Regions from separate parts of the Bombyx mori genome. Here region 1 is linked to region 2. The links are chromatin contacts, called in public Hi-C maps. All regions are on one chromosome and are shown on one strand. Each heading gives the region's core, a stretch centred on a gene start, on an enhancer-like site or on the middle of the called end of the contact. The rest is flanking DNA. Distances are from core to core; before and after follow the strand shown.

Evidence for each region. A called contact is a pair of places that touch in the nucleus more often than the background predicts.
Region 1: a contact with region 2 is called in a Hi-C map of middle silk gland, with 2.7 times the contacts expected there. The contact joins the enhancer-like site here to the promoter of LOC101739184 in region 2. A contact is called at or near these places in 4 of 7 Hi-C or Micro-C datasets (middle silk gland, posterior silk gland and whole pupa).

What each region holds. Positions count from the first base shown.
Region 1 is chr4:4,715,868-4,720,952 of ASM3026992v2, reverse strand. All of the region lies in intron 8 of LOC101739184 (teneurin-2), which reads right to left. Among protein-coding and RNA genes, the nearest start is that of LOC101739184, 47 kb to the right of the region's middle. Within about 2 kb of position 3,317, at least 6 of the 8 cell types and tissues checked have open chromatin away from gene starts, as enhancers often do.
Region 2 is chr4:4,667,076-4,672,828 of ASM3026992v2, reverse strand. It overlaps LOC101739184 (teneurin-2), which reads right to left and starts at 1,723. Exons shown (of 9, transcript XM_038021826.2): 1 at 1,461-1,723. The coding sequence starts at 1,580.

The DNA.
Region 1 (5,085 bases), core at 2,068-4,567, 47 kb before region 2:
AATACATAAAAATATTAAAAAACATCTATGATGGAAGTATCAGCAGAGTCAAACTGGAAAAACGGGGAGAAGACATAAAAATCTGCCGAGGAGTAAGACAGGGTGATCCTTTGTCGCCTAAGCTGTTTATAGCAGTACTGCAGCTTATCTTTGAAAATGTACACTGGCCATCGAACGGAATCAAAGTAAATGGGAAGCGACTTACACATTTGAGATTTGCTGATGATATCGTTCTCTTCGCTGAAACAAACGAAAAACTCGAAAAAATGATAAATATTTTAAGCGAGGAAAGCGAAAAAGTCGGTCTCAAAATGAACCAAGACAAAACCAAAGTAATGACAAACAGTAGTACTGATAAAATCAGCTTGTATGGCAAACCGTTAGAGTACGTAAACAGCTATATATATCTCGGAAAATTAATTTCATTTAAAGACAACAACGATGAAGAAGAAGTCGAACGCCGAATCAATATAACTTGGAGAAAATTCTGGAGCTTAAAGGAAATTCTAAAAGGGTCCTTCCCTCTTCATCTGAAAAAGACTGTGATGGATACCTGTATTCTTCCGACTCTCTTATATGGGTGCCAAACATGGACTTACAACACAAAAATAAAAACAAAATTAGCGACCTGTCAGAAAGCGATGGAAAGAAGTATATTGAATATAAGAAAAATACAAAGGATAAGAAGCGAATACATTAGAGAAAAAACAAAGCTGATAGATGCTCTCAGGTACGCTCTGACACAAAAGTGGCGCTGGGCAGGACATCTTGCGAGATATACGGATAAAAGATGGACATTAGAAATTACAACATGGGAAGGACCAGCGGGCAAAAGAAGAAGAGGACGACCAAGAAGCAGATGGATCGACGAAATAACAGCAGCAACTGGAAAAGAATGGAGAAACAAAGCCAAGGATAGGGAAGAGTGGAGCAAGCTGGAGGAGGCCTATACCCGAATGGGGTTTCAAGCACAAATTTATATTTAATTTTGTAATTTTTATTTGATAAGGTGTTTTTTCTTTTTTTTTCTTTTTTTCTATTTGTGTTTTGGAAATAAAATGGGCTTATTATTATTATTATTATTATTATATATCTAAAGTAGCGAAAAAACGGCTCGTTATTAAGGATAATGCATAAAACAATAATTAAAATTAAAATAATTAGTGTTAATCGTAAAAATAATGAAATCGTTAAATTTGAATTTAATTCTACATTTGGAAATCGGTAAAAATCAAAGTTACCAATTTTTCTTAGAAATGTTTACGAATTGATTCCACATTGAAGGAATAAACAGTAAATAAAAATGAAACCCCAAAAAAAATGCATAATTACTGGTGGTAATTGTGAGCCTCCACGTGTAGCTACCACCACCGTACGTACCTATTTCTGCTGTGAAGCATTAATGCTTTTAGGTTTGAAGGGCGGGGGAGCCGTAGTTAAAAGTGAGACCTTATAACTCATGTCTCAAGGTGGGTGGTGGTATTTACGTTGTAGATATCTATGGGCTCCAGTAACCACTTAACATCAGGTGGGGCGTGAGCTCGTCCACCCATCTAAGCAATTAAAAAAATCTATATATTTATATTAGATTATTCGATTTATATTCTGAATAATATTATACCATATAACGGCATATTATTATGAATTGTCGCTCCGCAAATAGATCTGTGTTGTACTTCTCAGACAAATAGATGACGTCAATTGAATCAAATGAATTCTCGGTGCGAATATTTAGCAAATTGTAGATCGGTTACTCGCATTTGAACCGTGTTCCCGACACTCGGCGCTACGTGTGTGAGAGGTCAAGTTTTAAACCGTCCACGTTCACTGAACTCTCTAAGTGAGGTCACAAAAAATATATTTAAAAAGCTCTTGTATACCTTTCACGTTGATGTGTGTTAAAGAGGTTTTGAGGAATTCGGTGTTTTTTTTGTTGTTGTTGTTGTAATATGACTCTTACGGATTCTTTAGGAGATGACAATAGCGGATACCGGTGCCCGAAAACATAACAACGTAGGCATCGTTTGCTCACCGTGAAATATGGCGTCAAATTCATAAATGTGTTGTACAATTAATATAACGTTCATAAAACTAGAACTAATGACTGCTTCGTGGCAGAAATAGACAGAATGGGGTACATACTCGATCGGGCTCGCAAGACCCTTCGCAACCGTTTCAGGCTTGATAGCGATGTTAATTAGTGTTAATTCATTAATTACAAAATCCTTAGAAATTACATTTTATAGAAGGATTCAGAACGTTGACTAAATATATTAAATTCACCATACATCTAATTATGTTAAAGGAAATTCAATACAAAAATGTGTAATTCAGAAGAATTGTAACTTGAAGTTTCAGATGTGGGATAGAGAGGGTTTTTTACGAATGACAATAAAACAATTTCTGTATAAGATTACGTCACAGCCAGTAATGTACGTGGTAGAGAAATTTTCCTACTATGCACCTCTGTGCTCACTGTTCTTTATTTAAATTTTGAATTGTTACGTCATATTTGTTTTTAAATTTCGAAGCTGCTTTTATGGAATAAAATTTTTAATAAAAAAAGGAACCTACACCTAGAGTAGAGTAGAGTAGATTAAGGTTTATTGTACTAAGGACTTCATACAATTTATAGTACTAGTGGTCCCGTAGTAGTCGAAATTCGACTAATTTATTGAAATTATAAGTTTGTACACTACTATACTTCTATAATCACAAATTTCGCCAAGACTACACTATAAAAAAATATTAATAAAGACAAACAATATTTAATCTATTCTCAATTTGACCACAGACGTCAAGAATAAAAGTTTGACAACAAATAAATAGTATGCATGCGTGTGTGTGTCCAATACATATTAGCATGGGTAATGTTTTCTTTATTGATTTAATGTATCTTTTATGCATCATTTAAAAAAAATATTAGTATTGTGCACTTCTTCTCTATATTCTCTATAAGTGTGGGAAATTTCATACTCCTCCGACCGTTTTCGGAAAAAGGGATACAAAGTTTTTGCTTCACGTATTAATATATAGATTTCCGATTATCTTCGTCAACAGTAGTTTTTCTAGTTCAATCCGCAACTTATAATGAATCTAAGATAAAATTCCCTAAGATAAAATCGGCTTTTATAACCAAACCAATTACACGCTTGCCTTATTCAAACGAATATAGTGTTTGTATAAATAAAGCGTTAAGTTAAAGCAAGTGACATTAATTCCTTATCTACATTCAGTGGCTGGTGGCAGTGCTTATTGATTTATACTGCGGTATAAATTATCGCAACGACGACGCTTTATCGGACTGTAGAAGTATTGGTCGAGCTGATATTAATTGTGTGAGTACGTCGTCGGGATGTTTGTTTGTGTTCGTTGCGAGTGTTGTATGAGCCCCAAATTAGGTAAACAATTTATTACCTATAGGTGAATCAGCTCAGTACTAAGTATTTCGACTTAGTTTTAAGTGATCACCGATGCTCATAGACATTTTAACATGAATGCTCCCATCTTGAGATGTAAGGGTCGAAAAATCGCTTGTGTTGTTAGTCTCACCCTTCGTATAAGAAAACAGTACTGCTTTACGACATAAATAAATTAGTAATGCTATACCAAGCTAAGTTGATTAATTTGGTATTAAGATACTTAGTAGTGCAGTGACCGCTACTTACAAGATCAAATGACAATAAAAATGTAATAAATAATATTATGTGTCTATAACTAGACTGTCAATTTTTTATGCATACTTGTCACAACTTGAATTTCTGGTTTGAGAACTCGATTATTCGATATTAGTTTCATTTCGCCTGACTCGGTGGTACAGTTATTAGCACCTCTGACTATGGCGCCGAGGGTCGCGGGTTCGATTCCCACATCCGACAAGCTTAAGTTTAAGTCAATTACATTGATGTACGCTGAATTCTGTAGCTAATATTATATTCAATACTTGTTTCGACGTAACTTTACCACTCACGAAACAGACGTTATTCTATACCAGGGGTTCCCACCAAACTTAATTTGTCTACTACCCACTTTAAGAATAAATTATTTTTTAGCGTCCCCCTTTTTTAACCTACTTAGAAACCACTATAGCGAGAGCTCAATCGGTGTCTAAGAGTCCTCCTAGACGAAATTACAAATCGCCTTCCAAGCCCCTACACAACGCCCCTTTTTTTTCTGGATCTCTTACCGCCCCCCTTTAGGCCTGCAGCGCCCACAAGTGGGCCTTCTCGCCCACTTTGGGTAAGGTTGTTCTATACTATTGAAACTTCCAACTCATATCTCAAGTGAATTATCAATCCGTTCGCCTATCAACGAAAACAAACCTTGTACTCTACTTGGATACACATAAAATACGTTTTAGTTACAATCTGTTTATGATATGGTGTAACTAGTGAGAGGCTTCGTGTTATTGCAGGCCACTTCCACGCCGGTTCAAGGTTGTACGGCAAAACTAATTGACTACCCGTTGTTGATTTCTTTCGATTCGTAAAGGCTTTATTATATTTTTTACTGATCACTTTTTTTTTTATTGTCCTTGTAGGCAGTCGAGTATACGGTCCACCTGATGGTGAGCGGTTACCGTCGCCCATGGACTTCAGCAATGCCAGGGGCAGAGCCAAGCCGCTGCCTACCGCAATATAGACTGTATTCTAGATATCACTATATTCTTCCGTTTGGAGCTGTGGTGCGTAGAAGTAAGGAGAACCGTCTCAGTGCATTAAAAAGTGCTTGCTCGCTGAAAGAGGCCAATTAAGCTGACGCCATAGTAGCAAGTGGAAAGATTTGAAAAACTGAGCTCAAAGTAGGATATTAAATTAAGAATGAAAGAAACACGTCCTGGTTTTAAATACTGCATATTTTTTAACTACACAACTCACGACAGATATTTAATTTGTCAACCCAACACACTTGACTCTATTTAAAACGGCTATATTCATCTATACTAATATTATAAAGCTGAAGAGTTTGTTTGTTTGAACGTGCTAATCTCAGGAACTACTGGTTCCATTTGAAAAATTCTTTCAGTGTTAGATAGTCCATTAATTGAGGAAGGTTATAGGCTATATAACGTCACGCTAAGACCAA
Region 2 (5,753 bases), core at 474-2,973:
AACTCGGATACTAGTTTGTTTTTGAGACCAGGACACGTGTCGTTAAAAATGTCAATGCCGTCAATTAATGCACATATTTGGTTATATTCACTACAAATCTTTGATAAAGGGGAATACCTATGGAGGTTTGTTCTACTTGCGGGAATATGGAAAATTTCAGTGATTTCAGTTTATGAACCTTCATACAAATGATTTAGGTATACTTTCCCTCGTTCAATTACATTTTAGATTGATACTAATCATTTTGCTCTTGATCATAGATTCAGCAGTAGCCCATGTAAGTACGGAGAAGCGCGTAATAGAGACAGAGTAAAATTGTTGTAATTTTTGCAAAAAAAAAAAAAAAACTCCGCTAACGGAATTCTAACTATAGGTATTTCCGAATAAAAAATATTCTTAGAACCACTCGTCACAGTAGTGAAAGTACATCTATCTCATTGGATGATTATAAAATGTCTGTTGTATAATGCATTTATCTTGTGTATGATGTGTTTTTCCCCGCACACAATCAGCCTCTGGAATTAATGACACTTCAATGCCGTAGAATTCGTGATTCCGTGGTTTTCCCACGTGATATATTTCTGTTCAAACTAGGCTTAAGGAAATCGTTTTATGATCGGTAGCGTAGCATCGTGGATGTGTACGCAACACCCTAAGCATAGAGTATGTAAAAGAAACGGTGGTTGGACATATTGTGGGGAATTAACCCCCCGGCAACTTTCTGCCGCGTCGCAATCGTGCGTTCCGGCTTAAAAATGGAGGTTTTATGGCGGCTGGCGGCTGGCAACATTTATATTGTGTTAACTATGGATTCAGGAAACCATCTAACACAAAATGCAAGATGATGAGTTGATCGATCACCCACCTACGCAATAAAATAAAAAATAAAAAACTTAAAATCAATGTACGCAGCTATCTCTATTTTCTTACCAAATAAAATATCTTAGTATAATAATTAATAATTCAATAAATTTTCGTATTTTTTGACACAAAATAGATTAGTCTATCCCGTCTATCTTACTTCCGGTGTCTGTAGATATGAAAATTATTTGTTGAATTGTAGAGCATTAGATGCATTTTCTAAATCGTGTTTACGCGTTTGAATGTTTTTTTTTAATTATTAATTTTATCGAGTACAAGGTTAATAATGTATGATAAGTTATCAAAAAAAGAAGGAAAAGAAAGAAATACGTATTTTTTAAACAATCTAGAAAAAAAGTTTTAGACCGCCAAGACTAATAACTATTGTTTTGGTTACATAATATTTTTCGTTTAATAAAAGAAAGAAACAGCAAATCGAATTAAATATTCTAATCGTGAAAAAGACAGTACATATGCCTAGCGATTTTTTTTCAATAACCTCTTAAATTAAATTTTAAAGATTTCGGGTAGTTGGTACATTGGTGAAATGAAATCGAAAAAAAAAAAAAAAAAAATTCAGAAAAAACCAAATCTCTTACCCCTGATAATTTACACCAATAACCGCCTTTTTGGATACACATATCGCAATTCGCATTTAAATTTCGTTTCGCGAAAACAATTTGAATTGACACTATCACTAGAAACCACACTCGCGCCATTGCTGTCCACTTATTTCAAAATTAAAATAATATGAAATAATTAAAAAAATATACAAGATTTCGGAATTTCGTTCGAAATACAAAAAAGCGTGCGCGCGCGATCCACAGCGGCCCACCACAGACTGTAGAGTAAAGTCGACTGTCGACCTTTTGTTTTGTCAGAACGGTCTCTCAGTGGTCGCCCCGCGTCACAGATGAATCACTCAAGATACAGTCGCTTCTGAAATTCGCGGAAATCGCATATCACGTATGTTGTAGGTAGGTATGTACGTGTCGTAAGAATTTATCATTAATTTTTCTTGTCGTATCTGTTGGCAACCTGAATTTTGCTGATGACAATTTAAGTGGTTACCAGTGCCCGTAAACGTCGTGAATTCTCTTACCCTGGGTAATTAGGTAAACATTTCAACGGTTGTCCTGTTTAAAAAGGAAGTAGCTTCTATTTGGGCAGTATGAAAAAAAAAGTAGTTCTTCATCTTGTATCGCTTCTCCAGTCCGAACGTAGCCGGAATAGCTGCTTCGACTACCGTCGATTAGATAGGAATAAATTAAATAAAAAATCATTTCCTTAGTGCGATTAGATTTTTTGTTTTATTTATTGCGTAGATGGGTGGATGAGCTCACAGCCCACCTGGTGTTAAGTGGTTACTGGAGCCCATAGACATCTACGACGTAAATACGCCACCCACCTTGAGATATAAGTTCTAAGGTCTCAAGTATAGTTAGTAGTATAGTAAGATGTTACCTCATTCTTGTAAATGCACTTTTTTAAGCATCGAAACATGTCTACAGATGCACAATGTATATACCCAAAATAGTATTTTTACAATCAACTGCAGCGGGAGTTGTATTGGGTTAGTTTAACGTGTAGGACATTTTCCCTTGAACTGGCTTGTGATGATGACCGTTTATAAAATAAAAAACTGTAAATTCTTTAGTTTTTATTTAAACCATTATTATTTTATAAGGAATAGCGACCCGCCCTCGCTTCGCTTCGGAAACATTAAAACACACATGAAAACAAAAAAAAAATTTAAAAATTTAAAAAAAGTAGCCTATGTTCATCAGGGACAATTTCGGCTTCTAATGGAAAAAGAATTTTTCAAATCGGTCCAGTAGTTTCGGAGCCTATTCGAAACAAACAAACAAACAAATCTTTCCTCATTATAATATTAGTATAGAAGTATAGATATAGATTAAAATGCGCTTACAGTATGTAAAGTATCTCGATAACTTTTTAAGTATCTGATTGACAATCAAGGCATTTAAAGTCAGCTGTTCTAAATTTAAATGTAGATATTTCATAATTAATGATTTCCACGCTGTTTTTAATTAACTAGTGCAATACAACAATCCTTGGCGGTGAATGTCGCAAAATCTATGAAATTAAAAACTTTTGTTTGTAGAAAAGAGACAAGGAGATAAATTAATTAAATTATTCAACAAATGTAAGTGTATCTCAACTTTATAAACTAAAACCTGGTACTTACGTTCACCCTGAAACTAAATCTAAGCATATAGCTAACATAATAAGTAGGAAAAGGTTTAATAAATTTGAACGCACGTGTTGTCATTTTTATTTTTGGTAAATTCGAGATGAGTACGGTTCATTTATTTTTATCTTTGATTGCTTAGGTTAGGCTCACGATCCACCTGGTGTGTGGTGGTTACTGGGGCCTATAGACATCTTTAACGTAATGTCGCCACCTACCTTGACATAATAATATGAGTTGTAAGGTCTCAGTTTTATAGTAAAACGGCCGTCCCAATTTTCAAACGGAAATGTATTTACTGCTTCACGGCAGAGATAGGCAGGTTTGTGGTAACCACCCGTGGGAACTCACAAGTCGTCCTAACACCAGTAGGTAATTGCGCAAATTATAATTTTGCGGATTTGATTTTTACTACACGATATTATTCCTTCACCGTGGAAGTCAATCGTGAACATTTTTTAAGTACATACGTATTTTATTAGAAAAATTGGTATTTGTCTGCCGAATTCGAACACCGGTGCATCGCTAAATACGAATGCACCGGACGTCCTATCCTTTAGGCCACGACGACGATCATTTGGATCCTTTGCGTTTAGAGACAGATATCAGTTTTCGCTACGTCTTGTGTTTGCGCCATTGGAACAGTGTTCATTTCTACTTTCGGGACCATTAGGTACATTCATTCATATCTAACGAGCTTTAAAAAAGTTTTGCCACCACGGAACTCTGGACTGTAAGGATTCTCCTCCTCGAGGTTTTTCGAGTAATATTCCATATCTGTTCAGAGAAACTTCTAAAATATTTCTTAAAATGCTGAACGTCACGACGGGCGATATGTGTTCACGGTAGAGTTTCCCCCTAGGATCGCACCAATATATTAAGAATATGTATTTCAAAAACTTTGAAGTGTTTTTTCGCAAATATTTTCAAGAAATAACTCAAAAATAACGGGTGACTTACAGAAACAATCGATACTTATTATTTTTCTTGGGTTACTTTCATTGGGTTAGGCATGGTTTTTGTTGTTTTTAGGAAGGACGGAGTATTGGTGGCCGGGAGGCCTTTCCAGTGTCTTCACGACAGGTTGGCGAGCACAGGCTCAGCCAGAAAGGGTGGAATTTGCTAACAGTCTCCCGAGCACCTCCAAAGGAGATCTAACAACTCAAGAGCAGCTGGTTTCTAGTCGCGCCTTCAACTTGTTAACGGTAATAGCTCGGTTATGCTCTTAACATCGCTGACGTCTAATATTTGATCAGTGATCTAGGAATACTTGGGTATTGATGGAAAGCTGTTATCAATAATGTGTATAACATAACACAGGTATTAAGCATATTTATGTTTCGGCGTTTTTGATAGTACTTTAATGAAAGGACCAAATCACGGCCGACATCGTGCCAATTGGTATTTAGGTAAGGTCTCAGTTTTAACAGTACAAAACAGAAATAGAAATTAACTAGCCGTACTCGCCCGCTTCGCTGGGCATTTAAAATTAACATATTACTTATCGTCATTATTATTAAGGAGTCCAACACTCATATAAAATATATTAGACTATCCATTAAGTACATTTTCTACATGGATACCAAGTTTCAAGTCAATTGGATGCATGGTTCAGTAGTTATAACGGAACATCCGTAAAAACCACTGTAGATTTATATATTAGTATAGATGATTTTACGGTACCAATTAGGTAATCAGAGCTCATAATCACACCGTCAATGATGCCAAATCAACTCGAAGTCGACGTCATAAATATATTATTGTAGGAATCCTCGGACATTGGTTATCTGAAAGAATTTAAATCATTAAAATATTAGAAAGATTATTAAGAGAAGTTTTATGATTAATTTATGAGATGTAGATTATTATAAAAAGGAGTCAAAGTACCTACTGCAGTGATGAAGAAGGAATGAGGAGATTCCCTCAAAGTCTCAGAGAGCACCGAATGCGACCGGGCGGCAACGCGTAAGGTCCGCTTCTTCAGCAGTCCTACCTCCTAGGCATGGGCAATGCTGCGGCGACTCGCCAATCGCATGCAGCTTTGATATACATTACCACCAATCTGTATAGACTCAAACCGCTTTGGTCAGGCGGTGAATCCCCATGTAACCAAATTCGCGTCGCCTTCCCCACTCAAGATATTTACCCCGGCTTATCAAGAGTTTGTCTGCTCTTCGGCGCCCGAGTCCGATGATAGCTTAAAGTATGCCTTGTGGATAAAGACATACTTCCTTGCTTCCCTGAGTAGGAACGGACTCCCGGGACATAAGCAATTCAAAAACTATTTATACTAAAAATGTTAATAATGTTAGCATCGCGATTCAGTTTAACTTTCAAAATTAAGTAATTTATCGAATTGAAGAAGAAAATCGATTATTCATGTATCTGAAACTATTAGCATTGCTTTTTACCTATTACAGATATATGTATAGATTGAGTAATTACAAAAAAACAAAGTAATAAAGAATGACTAATGCCAGGAGCCTTGTGTAGCGCCATCCAGCGATTTATTTTGGTACTAAAATGACACTTAAACTAAGACAGCTTTACGTCATATCCATTTTCGGAAACATTTTCAAAAAAACCTATCTATATCAGTACCATGATCCATTATCAATATTTTTTTATCATTATCATTATCATTTCATAATATCATCTCATGTGGATGTTTGGAGGTTTT